3 separate regions of the Ovis aries genome follow, and regions 1 and 2 are each linked to region 3. A link is a contact called in public Hi-C data. All regions are on one chromosome and are shown on one strand. Each heading gives the region's core, a stretch centred on a gene start, on an enhancer-like site or on the middle of the called end of the contact. The rest is flanking DNA. Distances are from core to core; before and after follow the strand shown.

Region 1 (4,808 bases), core at 1,231-3,730, 230 kb after region 3:
TTAAGTTGGAAACAGCTGTCTCAATATCCAGGAAGAGAGATATTGCAAATTCTGACTTACTGGTAGAACTTCTGAAAAAGGGCAAGGGTGAGTGGCAGTATGAATATCATATCACCAGCAAGTCTGACAGGAGCTGTTTTATGGCAGCCATGTCCTTGGACCCAGGTGGGCTGGCCAGGCTCCCCAGGTAAGCCAGTGTGCCTTCCTCCCAGAAGGCCACATTTTCAGGGTTCTAAGTGGCCTTTTCTAGTCATCTCCCAGTTTTCTCTGCCTCCAGAGAAGACTGCACTTGATTTATCATAGGTAGTTGTTGTTTAGTTGCTAAGTGAAGTCCCGCTCTTTTGCAACCCCACGGACTATAGCCCACCAGGCTCCTCTGTCTATGGGTTTTCCCAGGCAAAAATACTGGAGTGGGTTGCCATTTCCTTCTCCAGGGGATGTTTCCCACCCAGGGATCAAATCTGCGTCTCCTGCCTTGTCAGGCAGATTCTTTGCCACTGACCTACCTAGGAAGCGCTTATTTTCTTGGGCTCCAAAACCACTGTGGATGGTGATAGCCATAGTGTTATGGGTGGTGACAGCCATGAAATTAAAAGACCCTTGGTCCTTGGAAGAAAAGCTATGACAAACCTAGACAGCGTATTAAAATGCAGAGACATCACTTTGCCGACAAAGGTCCATTTAGTTAAAGCTGTGGTTTTTCCAGTAGTCATGTATGGATATGAGAGTTGGACCATAATGAAGGCTGAGCACCGAGGAATTAATGCTTTCTAACTGTGGTATTGGAGAAGACTCTTGAGAGTCCCTTGGATAACAAGAAGATCACACCAGTCAATCCTAAAGGAAATCAGTCCTGAATATTAATTGGAAAGACTGATGCTGAAGCTTTAATACCTTGGCCAACTGATGCAAGGAGCTAACTCATTAGAAAAGACCCTGATGCTAGGAAAGATTGAAGGCAGGAGAAGGGGATGACAGAGGATGAGATGGTTGGATGGCATCATCAACTCAATGGACATGAGTTTGAGCAAACTCTAGGACATGGTGAAGGTTAGGTAAGCCTGATGTGCTGCAAAGAGTTGATGTGCTGAACAACAAATTGGGAAGCCCACCATAGGTAGTAGATAGGTTCTATTAAAGCAATTTGTAAGGCAGCAGGCTATAACCTGAATTCCACAGGGACAGATGGAGTATCGTGTGTCCTGGTTCTCAGCTTTTCTCAATCTACCAACCAGTAACTATTGTGATAACTGTCATGCCAATGTAATTGTCAGTTCAAGGCCCAGTGGTTGGTGGGGAGTCAACGAAGACTTTTTAGTAGCAATTTAAGTTGTAGAAGGGTCACCCTACCTGCTCTATAGAAGAAGAGTGTGCTCAGTTGCTCAGCTGTGTCTGACTCTTTGCGACCCCATGAACTGTAGCCCGCCAGGCTTCTCTGTCCGTGGGACTTTCCAGGCAAGAATACTGGAGGAGGTTGCCATTTCCTTCTTCAGGGATAGAGGAAGAGTGCCTAGGGCCAAGTTGAAGTCAGGGTGGGGCGACCAGATAAGAAGATTGTATAGAGTGGTAGGGCAGCTGGAGGCAAATATTTGGATTAGAGGGATATTTAGGAGGTGAGATGATGAATGGGATCAGATAACTGACAGAAGAGGGGTGGGGGTGAGGGAAGAGGAGTCAAAATGACTCCCAGGCTTGGGGCTTGGGTCTTTGAGCACGTGGTGGGGCCATTACTGGGTTAGGGAAGGAGGGGAAGAGCAGGTTGAGCAGAAAAAATGAGTTCAGGGCAAACTGTGTTTAAGATATACATAGGGACTCCGAGGGAGGCGTCTAAGGGGATTGTCTAAGAGAATATAGGAGGGTGTGGCGCCTGGTAGAGGGGTCTGAACTGGTCAGGACAGAAATGGAGAGGAAGCCAACAACAGTGAGAAATGGGAGAGGCTGCTTGGAGAAGGCAATGGCAACCCACTCCAGTACTCTTGCCTGGCAAATCCCATGGACGGAGGAGCCTGGAAGGCTGCAGTCCATAGGGCCACTGGGAGTCGGACACGACTGAGCGACTTCACTTTCACTTTTCACTTTCATGCATTGGAGAAGGAAATGGCAACCCACTCCAGTGTTCTTGACTGGAGAATCCCAGGGACGGGGGAGCCTGGTGGGCTGCCATCTATGGGGTCGCACAGAGTCGGACACGACTGAAGCGACTTAACAGCAGCAGCAGCTCTGTTTGAGGTGTGCAGAACGGGCAGCGTGTCACGTGGTCGGAGAGCTCAGCCACAAGAAGGCTTAATCTCAAAGCCTAGGGCCAAGCCTAACCGCAGAGATGGAGGGCCGGGTGGGTAAAGGTTGGGTGGGGTGGGCGGGAGAGGGGGAGGAACCGGATTTGGCCCATCTGGAGCCCGCCCTCTCACTCTCCTCATCCACTGGACAATTGCGCTGTTCGTCAGGGGCCCGCCTCTGCAGATGAACCAATAAAGGCTGGCAAAAGAATGCTTCCTTCTCCAGCTGGATCAGCAGCACGAGAGGTCTCTGCCCGGAGGTGAGTCCCGAGTAGGGGTAGCCACGGTATAGCTTGCGGGCGTGAAGCTGACTGACGGACACGGCGGCCTTGGTGCCGGTGAGAGGAGGACGTGGCTCCGAGGTAGGGAAAACGGCGAGCGTGAGAGGTGAAAGCTTCTAGCCTCCCCGCGTCCGCTCCAGCCCACGGCAACGGCTCAGGTGATGGGGTGGAGAGCGGAGGTGAAGTGAGGTGAGGGGGCGGGCCCGCGGCGGACTGGGAAGAGCCTTGGTCACAGCTACGGTCACCCTTCTCGCGCGCACGCGCCACGTGGGCTCGCAGCCTGGCGTAGGACCTTTGGCTGCGTGCCCTAACATCCGCAGTAGCTGTTTTAGCCCTCGGAGCTCAGCATCTCAACTTAATTAGCCTTATCTATAGACTGGGAAGCTGGGACTCAGGGACGTGGCCGCGCCATGGTTTGAGGGAGATAGGGCTTGGTGGATTCCGGAGGCCGCGCTCGTATCTATGAGCCTGTGGGTCAGAGACTTGACTTTGGGACCTGTTTTCTTTAGATACTCGAAACTGTTTGGGTCGGGTCTGCGGCAGACAGCCTTGCGTCGGGTAACGCTGCCTAGCTTCTCTGCAGGGCTAGGGGTGGGGCGAGGGGCACGGGAGGCGCCTTCTGCGCGCCGGGTCCAACCAATCCTGCCCCTAGTTCGGCGGGGTGGGCTGGGGAGACTGGGCGGTCCTTGGATGTGGGCGTTCTCCATACTCAGACCGAAAAACTTGTGGGCGGGATTCCGAAAACACGTGGAGTGAAAAAATGCTCCACACCCCACCTCGGTTCTCCAGAGAAAATAGTAAAATAGAGCAACTTTAAAATTTTTTTTCTAAGGAAAAATACCGCCAGAGGCTGTTGAAGGTGTAGGGTTTACTTCATGGCCTTATGGAGGCAGATGTGAACCATTTGGAAATCAGTTTGGCAGGATGAGTCTACACCCTTTGACCTACTGATGCTAGCCTTGGGAAATAAGTAGGTTAAAACTTAAGTAGGGAAAATGTTGATGCGTTAGGCATTGCAGTTTGGTATTTTATAAATAGGGAGATAGTGGAAACAACCTCCCAACCTCTAAATCCTCAGTGATACACCTAACACTAAAAGATTATTGCTAATAATCTTTTTTTGGAGCTTAAGGGTTATATTTCTTTAAAATCCTCATAAAACCCTATGAAACTAGTATTCCCATTCCACAGATGGATAACTGGAACTCAGGCAAGTGAAGTTATTGTGTGTCTGATGCTAGACAGCTAGTGTGCTTTGGGACCTCTTGAAATTGCTGTGTTTAGCCAGTGTTTGAGGCCTGGGCACTGGAGAGCCACTGGTGAATAAGGCAGCCGTGTTTCCTGAATTTACAGAGCATGCATGCATGTGTTCTTTATATGTAAAACAAGCTCTGGCCAGTTTTATTGAGGAAAATTTTTGCATGGTTTACTTTTCACCAGTCTCTCCTAGCATGCTTCTGCTCATCACCTGGATCAATGATAGCTAGTGCGCATTCTCTGTTATTTTCTGTATGCGGTGTCCAATTCAGTAGTATTACTTAAACACTATAGTGATGGACACATTTTTGGCCAACATGGCATACAAGTTGTGTTAGTTGCTCAGTCATGTCTGACTCTTTGCAACCCTATGGACTCCTCCTCTAACCCACCAGGCTCCTCTGTCCATGGAATTCTTCAGGCAAGAATACTGGGGTGGGTTCTCATTCCCTTCTGCAGGGGATCTTCCCCACCCAGGGGTCAAACCCGGGTCTCCTGCATTACAGGCAGATTCTTTACTGTCTGAGTCACCACGGAAGCCCCAACATGGCATAGTGCTCTATGCAAGATTTGCTCAAGGCTGGGCAGCTGTTTAATTGAGTTAGACAAGGCTGTGGTCCTAGTGTGATTAGATTGACTAGTTTTCTGTAATGCTCAAAATTCTCCAAGCCAGGCTTCAGCAATATGTGAACCATGAACTTCCAGATGTTCAAGCTGGTTTTAGAAAAGAAAGAGGAACCAGAGATCAAATTGCCAACATCCGCTGGATCATGGAAAAGCAAGAGTTCCAGAAAAACATCTATTTCTGCTTTATTGACTATGCCAAAGCCTTTGACTGTGTGGATCACAATAAACTGTGGAAAATTCTGAGATGGGAATACCAGACCACCTGACCTGCCTCTTGAGAAATTTGTATGCAGGTCAGGAAGCAACAGTTAGAACTGGACATGGAACAGACTGGTTCCAAATAGGAAAAGGAGTCCATCAAGGCTGT
Region 2 (4,677 bases), core at 1,735-4,234, 230 kb before region 3:
TCTGTTTCTCCATCTGTGTAGTGGGAATAACAATAGAAGCCCCCCACCTGCCCCCTCCCTAGCCCCCGCCCCCCCTCCACCGCTGCAATCCTCGCAGTTGTCCTGAGGATGAAGAGGGAACTCTACGGAGGGAGAGCATGGCCCTCCAGTGTGAGCGTGCAAACCCAGGGCCTGGAAGCCACAAACGCGTAGGTCTCGGGGTTCCATCGGCAGCCATTCTGCCTCCACTGCCCTGGGGTGGGGCCCAGAAGCAGGTACGTTTTCAGTACATGCTTTTCCAGTGATTCTGAGACAGGTGGCCACACTCGGAGAAATATCTGTTCAACGAATGTGTGCTATTACCATCATTTATTTTCATTGTCTCATCTGCTGCTCAGACAGCCCTGCAAAGTCTGAACTGGTAACTCAGATCACAGGTAAGGAAAGAGACTCAGAGAGGCAAGTCTGCTGGCCCAGGTCACACAGCCAGCAAGGGGCCCACTCAGGATCTGAACCGGGTCTGTGTGCCCCCAAGCCTGAACCTCTCACAGCCTGAACCTCTCACAGCAGGATGTCACGGGGCCACCTCCCTGGTCAGCATTTGTCCTGGCAGAGGCGGGGGGCGGGGGGTGTTCCCAGCCCAGCCACACCACCTCCATTGTTGCTTCCCTCCCCAGATACTAATCAGGCCTCGCAGACCATCTTGTTTCCTGCAGGTCGACTGGCTGCCTCCTTTGCTCCTGATGGTACCTTCCTGACCTGTGCCTTCCCGTCACCTCCTCTGCCTCCAGAGGGGATTGGAATCGGGGTTTGGCAGTGGCAGAAATCAGGCAGAAGATCCTCAGAGGCACCAGCCCCCCTCCCGGGGCCTGGACCACCTCTGTGTGGAGGCCCCAGGCCCGCCCTGGGGGCATATGCCCAGTCAGCCCTTCCCTTGTTTACAGACAGCAGGAACAGTGGGCTTCAGGGCAGAGTCAACATCCCCGTGGACTGAGAGTACAAGGGATCCTGGTGGGTGGAGTCAGGACAGACACCATCTCCATCTGCCCCCAGGGTTGAGTCTGAGACCCAGCAGGAAGTGGACGCCAGGACCTGGCCCGACCTCACGTCGACCACGAGGGCAGGCAGCAGGCACGGGCAGGGGTGAGGAGCACTCGGGCTGGGGCACCAGGGGTGGAGCCCTGGCCGGCCCTGGCTCCTCTATGGCCACCCCACCCCCGGCAGGAGAAGGCAGAGTTAATCCTGTTGGAAAAGGAAGTGCAGAGCCTTTGTTTGTGATCCCACAAACAGGGAGCGAATGGGCTGCATCCTCCCGCACAGAGGCCCGCCTCGGACCAGCCTCTCTCCAGCAACGTCTGCCTTCCTTTCCCTGCTGCTGAAGTCCCCTCAGCACACAAACAGGTCAGCAGAGCTTTAAAACCAAACCTAAAAGCCCCTCATCTCTCTGTGCCATTCACTGCAAGTCTCGGGGAAGGAGCGGTGACCACACGACCCCACTTCCTGGTCCCCTACACCAGTCCCCTCGGTCCATCATGTCTACTCCTTTCCCTGGGCCTGCTCTGGTCACATCCATCAATGACCTCAAATGTCCAGTGGTCAAGTCTCAGGCCTCACCTTTCCCAGGCTGACCCAGCCGACACCATCCTTCTTCCCTCCTGGCTTCAGACACACCTCTTGGCTTCCCTCCTTCTTCCCTGGGCTCTCTCCTAACGAACCTACAGATCTCAGAGGCCGCGGCCTCCCTCCCTGTAAGCTCGTCCACCACCTCGGCCTCCGGTGCCAGCCATAATAAGCTCAGGGCTTCCAGACCTCTCTTCAGGGCAGACTGCATCCACCTGTATCTAACTACTCACCTCTCTCTCCAACTGCCAATCTGACCTGGGCACTTGCGGGTCTAAAAGCCATCTCAAACAGGCCTGGAACAGAGAAATCTTTATCTCCCCCTCCCCTATCTCCACACCAGTGGCCGCTGACTTAGTGCCCCTGGGCAAAGCTCTCTCCCTCTGAGGTCTCATGTTTGTCCAGCTGTATAAGGGATCCCATGCGGGACTTCCCAGCCATTCATCCATCAATGGAAAAATAGGGGCAAGTATTCACAGATTCCCACTACCTGCCCCGGGAAATTCCGAAGTCAGCTGCACTGGCGTAGGACCCCAGTCTCTGCAGTTGGTAAAATCTCCCCCTATGACTCTCATGACTGGCAGAATCTGAGCACCTCCTGCCCCCAGCTTCCTGGTTCTAACAGTCCCTGGTCCTGCCTTGAGCTTCCCTTGTCTTCCACATTATCTTGGACTCAACAGCCATGTGAGGCTGAATTTCTGATTATCCCCATTTTACAGCAGAGAAAACTGAGGCTGGGGTGGAGGTGCATGACTGGCCCATGGTCAGCTCAAAAGTGGAGTCAAGGAACTTGACTCCACTCGGTATTCCTAAACCCAAACAGGCTGGCACCTCACAGCTGGAACCCAGGTCCACCCTCACCAGAAGAAGCCGACCCAGTGCACACAGACAAGGGTTGCGGTCTGTTTCCTTTCTCCCACCACCCCACGCCCCGACCTCTGAGGCTCCCCCCAGGCCTCCCCAGCACCTTTGCAGTCGGCCCTCCCCCAACATGTCATGGGGTCACCTGGGAAAATCTGGTCTGTGTCCTGAGCTATAAAAGGCAGGTGATGGCACCAGCCCTTGGGGTTACAAGGAGCATGAATGAAGGCCCTTGGCAGGTGCTGGGCTCAAAGCCCCAGAGATGAGGCCTAGGGTTGGGGTTCAAGTGACATATCCGAGGCCAAATCTGAAACTAGGCCTCCATGGGGGCAGCCCGCCTGGGCAGGCCCATTGCGGGGCTTGCCTCCCTGCAGCCAGCTCGGCCCTCACAAATGAACAATAACAGGAAACCATCCTGATGGGGGCGGGGAGTGGCGGAGGGGGGGGACATGGGCTGGGGCCAGTTGGAAAACCTGCAGGGGCGGCGTCCAGGCCTCCCTCGCCGCTGGGTGGGGCTCCCCTCCAGAGGCTGTCGGCTGAGCTTCACAGCACTCCACGGTGCGCCCAGCCCCAGCCAGACAACCAGACGGAACAGATACACTGTGAGCCCACGGACACGGTGAGTGAGGGGCCTCGGCCTCCCCCTCTGTAGAATGGTCATCAGCGACTCCCCCAGGAAGAGCCGCTCCTGAGGTGGCCTGCGTCTCCTGGTTAGAGCGGGGTGGGGAAGGGGTGCCTAGTGGTGGTGCGGTGGGCACAGACGGATGTTCTTGGGGAGGGGGAAGCTCAGCTCTCCCACGGGTAGACTCCCAGACTTGAGGGCCCAGAGGCATCCGTGGGTGCCGAGCTCCGATGCTCAGAGGACAGGATTCCACCTGAGTCTCCCGGCACACCAGGGGCAACAGGCTGGCACCCAGGCGGCGCCCCTACTCCCGTGAGAGAGGGCTTATCCAGGCTGACATCCCCTCTCCCAAAGGCTCTGTGCTAGGAGTGGGTGAGGAGCCCCGAAAGGGGAGTTCAGAGCCTCGGCTCCCTCCCGGCCAGCCCCTGCCCCCATTTTTAGTACAGGCACGCTGAGGCTGGCTCTGGGTACTTGAGGCCCTGCCTGTGGAATCCTGTCTCCTCCCTCCCCAGACCGCGGGAGCTGTGGATTCTGCCCCCAACACCCAGGAACACCCAGGTACCCGTAGATCAGTTGCCAAGAGACCTGGAAGCCCTCATATTTTAGAGAAGTTCTCCCCAAAGACTTGAAGGCAGGTGGTCTAGGGTGAGAGCCTGGCTTGGAGACCGTCTTCCTGGGTACAAGTCCCAGCTCGACCATATGCTTCTGTGATTTTGGTTAAGTTACTCAGCATCTCCCAAACTCAGTTTGCATGTCGGAACAATGGAGATGGTGGTTCTTTCAGGAGAATTCATTGTAAGGGCTGGAGATAGGGCCACAGAAGGCTCTGAGGCACTGGAGCCCATTACTGTATACCACACCAGCAAGCTGATGAGTTAGACACAGCCCTTCTCCATTTCTCAGTCAAGGCAACTGAGATATGAAGTGAGATCTCATACCCCGAAGCCCAGGTTCTTCCCAAAACCACACAGCTGCTCACATGCCAGCCTCCTCACCTATAAACTGGAAGAAAGGGTCTTTTCATGAGTCAAGGGAGGTGATATATCCACTGGCACTGGGAATGAATTGTAGGAGAAGAGCTTTGAGAAATCACAGCTGAATTTACCTGCCACCTGGAACTGACCATGGCTAGAATGTCATTAAGGTTATGACCCCTGGGGTTGGTCAGTCCCCAGCAGGTGAGGGATGCGTCAGCTCATCTTCCAGCAGACACTGTGGGCAGCGACTCCGCACCAAGCACTATGTCTTTTCCCCACCCCCTACCCCATGGATGTTTCTGTCATGGGTCAGGGGCAGACAGGATCCTAACAGGAGAGGAAGGGCATTCCAGGGGAGGCAGGGAGCCTGGGCAGCTTGATGGACCTGGACAAGCCAATGTGGCCAGAAGGTTTTAGAGCAGGGAGTGGTGGGAGGGCAAATGATGCTGAGGACCAGGGGTAAGTACCAGGACTGAGAGCCCTGGTTCACCTTCAGGCACTGGGGAGCAATAGGACCCTCCCAACTGACCTGAGTCCGGCCTCGTGTGGGTCCCAGCCTGGAGGGCAGCAGGAGATCAAGGGGACCAGGAGCTGCTGTGCCCCCAGGCAGCCCCGCCA
Region 3 (4,737 bases), core at 505-3,004:
AGATCAGAACCAGGTCATCCTCTATTCTAATCTTCACCTGACCACCTCCCAGAGAATTTGGAGTAAAATCTAAACCCCAAGGCCTGGTCTTCTACAGTCTGGCTCCTCCTCTTGTGTGATTAGCTCTTAGCTCAGTCCTTTCTTCCACACAGGCTGCTTGGCTGCTCTTCCAACCAGCCACTCATTTATTACTAGGAATCATCGTACTCAGGATTCTCTGGACACCTTTAGTGTTTACCCACCCACCCTGCCCCCTCAAACAAATCTGGGGTTTCCCTGCCTCTTGGGCTTCTAGCACTGGTGTGGAATGAATAAATAAATGACCCAATGACTCTTACCTAGCTGGGAAGGTCCGGAAGTCTCCTTTGAGACAGTGACAATGTGGTTATGATCACAGAAGAATAAAGAGGAGTTAATCAGATAACATTTCTCTTCCTTGTTATCTGATTCCAGGCAGAGGGGTCAACATTTACAAAGATCCCTTTGCAAGAAGCAGCATGGAAGAGATAATCAGCTCTACAGGTGGGAGAGACAGAGGAAAGGGTAGCAAGGGGCTCTTTTTACTCTATACCAAGACCCTAAACAAGATGGGAAGCTATCAAGGTCTTTGCAGGTGAGGAGAATGGAAGCAACTGTGACGGATGACTTAAGCATCCCTCTGTGGGCCAAGAGAGGAAGCAGAGAGGCCCCCTAAGGCACCCTCACAGGACTTCCCTGGTGGTCCAGCGGTTAAGACTGCTTTCCAGGGCAGGGGGTGCGGGTTTAATCCCTGGGTGTGGAACTAAGATCCCACATGCCAAAAAAGTAAAAAGGAAAAGAAAAGACACCCTCACAACAGTCCAGGAAGGAGAGAGGAGTTGTCTGAAGTCTAGTGGAGGCTGTGGTGGTTAACACGTGGACATAGATAGAAGAAAGCTTAAGGAGGTGAAGACGGGAGTGGGGGGGGGGGGGGGGGGTGGTCTGGCTCTTGGGGTAGAAGGGCAACTGGCACTGCCCATTGCAGAGGCTCAGGGGTATTAAAAATGTCTTGGGTGGGATCTTGGTCACACTGAACTCCATGGAGACGTGTGTGTGTGCTGTGTAGGGGCTGGGGCTCCGAGCTCTAAGTTTGGGAGTCCTCCCAGATGAAGATGCCTGTGTGGCATGGGGGGCGGGGGGCGCTGCCGAATCCAGGGCTGGGGCAGCCAAAGAAGAAACTCCAGGAGGCTGGGCAGGCCAAAGAGGGGTGCGGTGGCCACTGGAGAGAGACAGGGAGTGGGGCAGGGAGCTGACTGTGGGGGTCAAAGCCGCAGGAAGACAGAGTTTTCTCGCTCTTTGAAGGCCTAAGTTCCTGGGTCCCCAGCACGCATGGGCAGGAAGTTAGACGGGAGACAGCGAAAGCCGACAGTCTTCTGGGCAAGGAGGGGTGGTTTGAGAGCTCCGACGGAGTGTTGGGTGGCGGCAATAAGAAGGTCTCCGGCCGCCAGGACAGGGGTGAGGGGAGAAGGCGGGGGTCTGAGGAAGCCCCGGGCCAGCGCGGGCTGCAGGAGTGCGGGCAGCCGAGGTTCGAGGGGTAGGAGGGGCGGAGGAGGAGGAAGGCGGGCGGAAGAGGGGAGAGAGGAGAGGAGGGGGCAGGAGTCAGGGAGGAAGGCTGCAGGCGAGGAGGCGAGAAGAGCCCAGCAAGGGAGGAGGGGTGGGGCGGGGCGGGAGAGGGGGCGGAGCGGCAGGGATGCGCCCCCGCGCCCTGCGAGCCTAGCCCCGCTCTCCTTCCGCACAGTCGGGGTTTCCGCTTCCCTCCCGGGCGCAGAGTGAGAGGGAGCGAGGCCGAGCCTCAGCATCGGCCGCCGCCGCCGCCATGTGGCCCCCAGACCCGGAGCCCGACCCGGACCCCGAGCCCGCCGGCCGGTCCCAGCCCAGCGCGGCCCTTCCCGGGCTCCGTGCCCTCCTGCCGGCGCGCGCCTTCCTCTGCTCGCTCAAAGGCCGCCTCCTGCTGGCGGAGACGGTGAGTGCGGCGCCCACGGCCCCCTCCAGGCGGAGCCCGGCCCCCAGCGGCCGCCCCCGCCTGCAGCCCCCGGGCGTGGGGCTGGGGGCGCCGCCGTCTGCACGCCCGGCGTCCCGCCCGCCGGCCTCGCTCGCAGCCCCCCGAGTTGGGCTGAGTTGGGCAAACTTCCCCCCTTTGGGATGGGCTCGTTGAAGCTGAGCCGCGCGCTGGTCGCGGGCGATGCGGGGGCCTCAGGGGAGCCCGGGGAGGGGGCTCACCGACGCGGCGGCCGGACCCCGGGGAGCCCAGCCCGGCGCTGTGTGACCTCCGGCGCCTCCGCCCTCTCTGGGCCCCTGGGACGGGCTGCGTCCCCGCGTCTTCAGGCCTCCCTCACGGGCACCCCGCTCCGCAAAACCTCCCGCCACGCCCCGGCCGGGCCCGGGAGGCATCGGCCCTTCGCGACCCAGGGTGGGCCCACGGCTCCTGGGCTCGCTTCCTCGGACGCAAGGAGGACCGACCCGGCCTCGAGCTGCTGGGCGGAAGCCAGAGTGGAGTCCCGACAGCCGGGAGGGGCGACCCCCCGGGATTGGGTGAGGCCCTGGCCACAAGGTTGGGGGGCGCGCAGGAGCCTACCCCCACCCAGACTGCGGAGGGGCGGCCGGGGGGGATGACTTCATCCCCCTCTTCCCCGCCCTCGCTGGGATCCAGCGCCAGCCGTCCCACCCTCACTGAGCTCCTTCCTTCTTCCCGCACCCCCCACCCACGCCCGTCAGCCCTTTGTCTTCGGGACACTCTGAAAATCCCTCGCACTGTCGGCCTGTGGGGTTGGGGGTTGGAGCTGGCCTCCGTGGAGGGGTGGGAAGGGAAGGAAGACGCCTAGCGGGGAGGCGGGATGAGGCAGAAGCACTTGTTACTTGGATCTCCAGCAATTTGATAACCCCTGTCATTATTCCCACTTTGCAGACGGGAAAGCTGAGGCCCCAGCATCTAGGGGATTTGACCCGGATGAGTGGCAGGTCAGGTGACAGCATGGTTGAGAACAGCAGGGATCAAAGGAAGGACTCTGTCCCCACCTCTCTTTTGGGCTCCCAGGGGGCAGATGGCAGGCGTCGGTCCTACCGCCTCCTCCTGCCTCTGGGGTCAGCTCAGAGGTCACAAAGCCAGCACCTGTCCAACTCCCCACATGAGGCACCCGGATCCCGGACTCAGCTCACACTGCTGGGAGTCGCCTCCTGGTTGGCCACTTTGCAGACTGATAGGAGCCACATTTGTGGAGAGAAGCCTTGAGTCCAAGGCCCACTGAGGGGACCCCAAACACACCCGACTCAGGCCCTCCTCATGGGTGGAAGAGGGGTGGCCAGAGCGTAGAGGAGGCCCTTGGCAAAACTGGGCACCAAGATCCTAGGTCCAGGTGGATGAAAGGGGGGGAAGGACGGATGAGGGATGGGCACTGAAGAGGCAAGAGGAGCCAGTTGAGATCATTCTGCCTCTCAGGTCACCTCTGGCTGCCCCCAGGCCCAAGCAAGTGGGAGGCTGACATGGGCAGGAAGGGGGAGGAAGTTGCCACCAGGGATCTGGGGAATGAGGAACAGAATCAAAAGGGGGATCCCCAGAATCAGGCTCTGGGGGTAGGGGAAAGGAAAATGAGGGCCACCGATAACAGCCTTTGGCACAGGAAGTAGAGGATAGGGTTGGGCCAGAGTCCCGTGGTCTTGTCTTCTTGGGAGGCTCCAGCAGCCTCTCAGCACATCTCTGTGCCTCAGTTTCCCATCTGTTCAGGCTGGGCTCAGCTACCTCCATTGTCATGTTCAGAGCAGACGCCCGTGCTCTGCAGCTCATTTGTCTGAAGTCACCATGGTGCCCCCTGTGGGGCATCTGGGTGTCATCCCTCCCGAGCCCCCCTACCCTGCTCTGAGCTACTCAGCTATGGACGTGCTCAAACCCAGCCAGAGTGACCGAAACCAGGACGGAAAAGGGCCAGCAGCCACGGAGCAGGATTGCTTAAGAATTCCACATGTGGAGTCAGCCAGACCAGAGTTCAAATTCTGATGCCCTTTTATTAGCTGTATGACACTGAGCAAGCCACTTCATCTGTCTTAACCTCACTCTTCTCATCTGCAAAGTGGGCTGTGAACGGCACTGGGTGCACGGGTGGTGGTGAGGAGCTCTCACAAGCCTCGTCAGACCCTGGGCCCTGTGAACAGCCCCATCAAGCCTGTCTGCCCTTCCCAGTGCACGGTCTGCGGAACTAACCGGGCCTTGGCATCCTCCCGCATCAGTTGCCAATGCTGCAGAAAACATCTCATTCTCAATCAGTTCCTCATGACACCTTGCCCCTCCTTCCACAAAGGTGGGACCTGTGACGCAGCAGGGCATGCAGTGGCAATGCCACCACTCCCTCTCCCTCTGGATGTTTTTTCCTTATTATGAAAATTTGAAAATATACAGCAAAAACATATGCCCACCAATTATACAGTTGGTAACACATTGCCTTATTTGCTACTTACTTGCTCTCAAATCTCTTTGCGACCCGGCTGACTCTTTGCGACCCATAGTCCATGGCATTCTCCAGGCCAGAATACTGGAGTGGGTAGCCGTTACCTTCTCCAGGGGATCTTGCCAAAGTAGGTATCGAACCCAGATCTCCCACATTGCAGGCAAATTCTTTACCAGCTGAACCACAAGGGAAGCCCAAGAATACTCTAGTGGGTAGCCTATCCATCCCTTCTGCAGCAGATCTTCCTGACCCAGGAATCGAACTGGGGTCTCCTGCATTT

Evidence for each region. A called contact is a pair of places that touch in the nucleus more often than the background predicts.
Region 1: a Hi-C map of tail adipose tissue shows a contact between it and region 3, with 3 times the contacts expected there. The contact joins the promoter of PDP2 here to the promoter of CMTM3 in region 3. A contact is called at or near these places in 4 of 16 Hi-C or Micro-C datasets (hypothalamus, liver, muscle and 1 more).
Region 2: a Hi-C map of liver shows a contact between it and region 3, with 2.8 times the contacts expected there. The contact joins the promoter of CDH5 here to the promoter of CMTM3 in region 3. A contact is called at or near these places in 6 of 16 Hi-C or Micro-C datasets (blood, hypothalamus, liver and 3 more).

The regions. Positions count from the first base shown.
Region 1 is chr14:34,155,891-34,160,698 of ARS-UI_Ramb_v3.0, forward strand. PDP2 (pyruvate dehydrogenase phosphatase catalytic subunit 2) reads left to right here and starts at 2,481. Exons shown (of 2, transcript XM_012189891.5): 1 at 2,481-2,638.
Region 2 is chr14:33,695,854-33,700,530 of ARS-UI_Ramb_v3.0, forward strand. CDH5 (cadherin 5) reads left to right here and starts at 2,985. Exons shown (of 12, transcript XM_027978028.2): 1 at 2,985-3,079.
Region 3 is chr14:33,922,927-33,927,663 of ARS-UI_Ramb_v3.0, forward strand. It overlaps CMTM3 (CKLF like MARVEL transmembrane domain containing 3), which reads left to right and starts at 1,755. Exons shown (of 4, transcript XM_060398374.1): 1 at 1,755-1,981. The coding sequence starts at 1,835.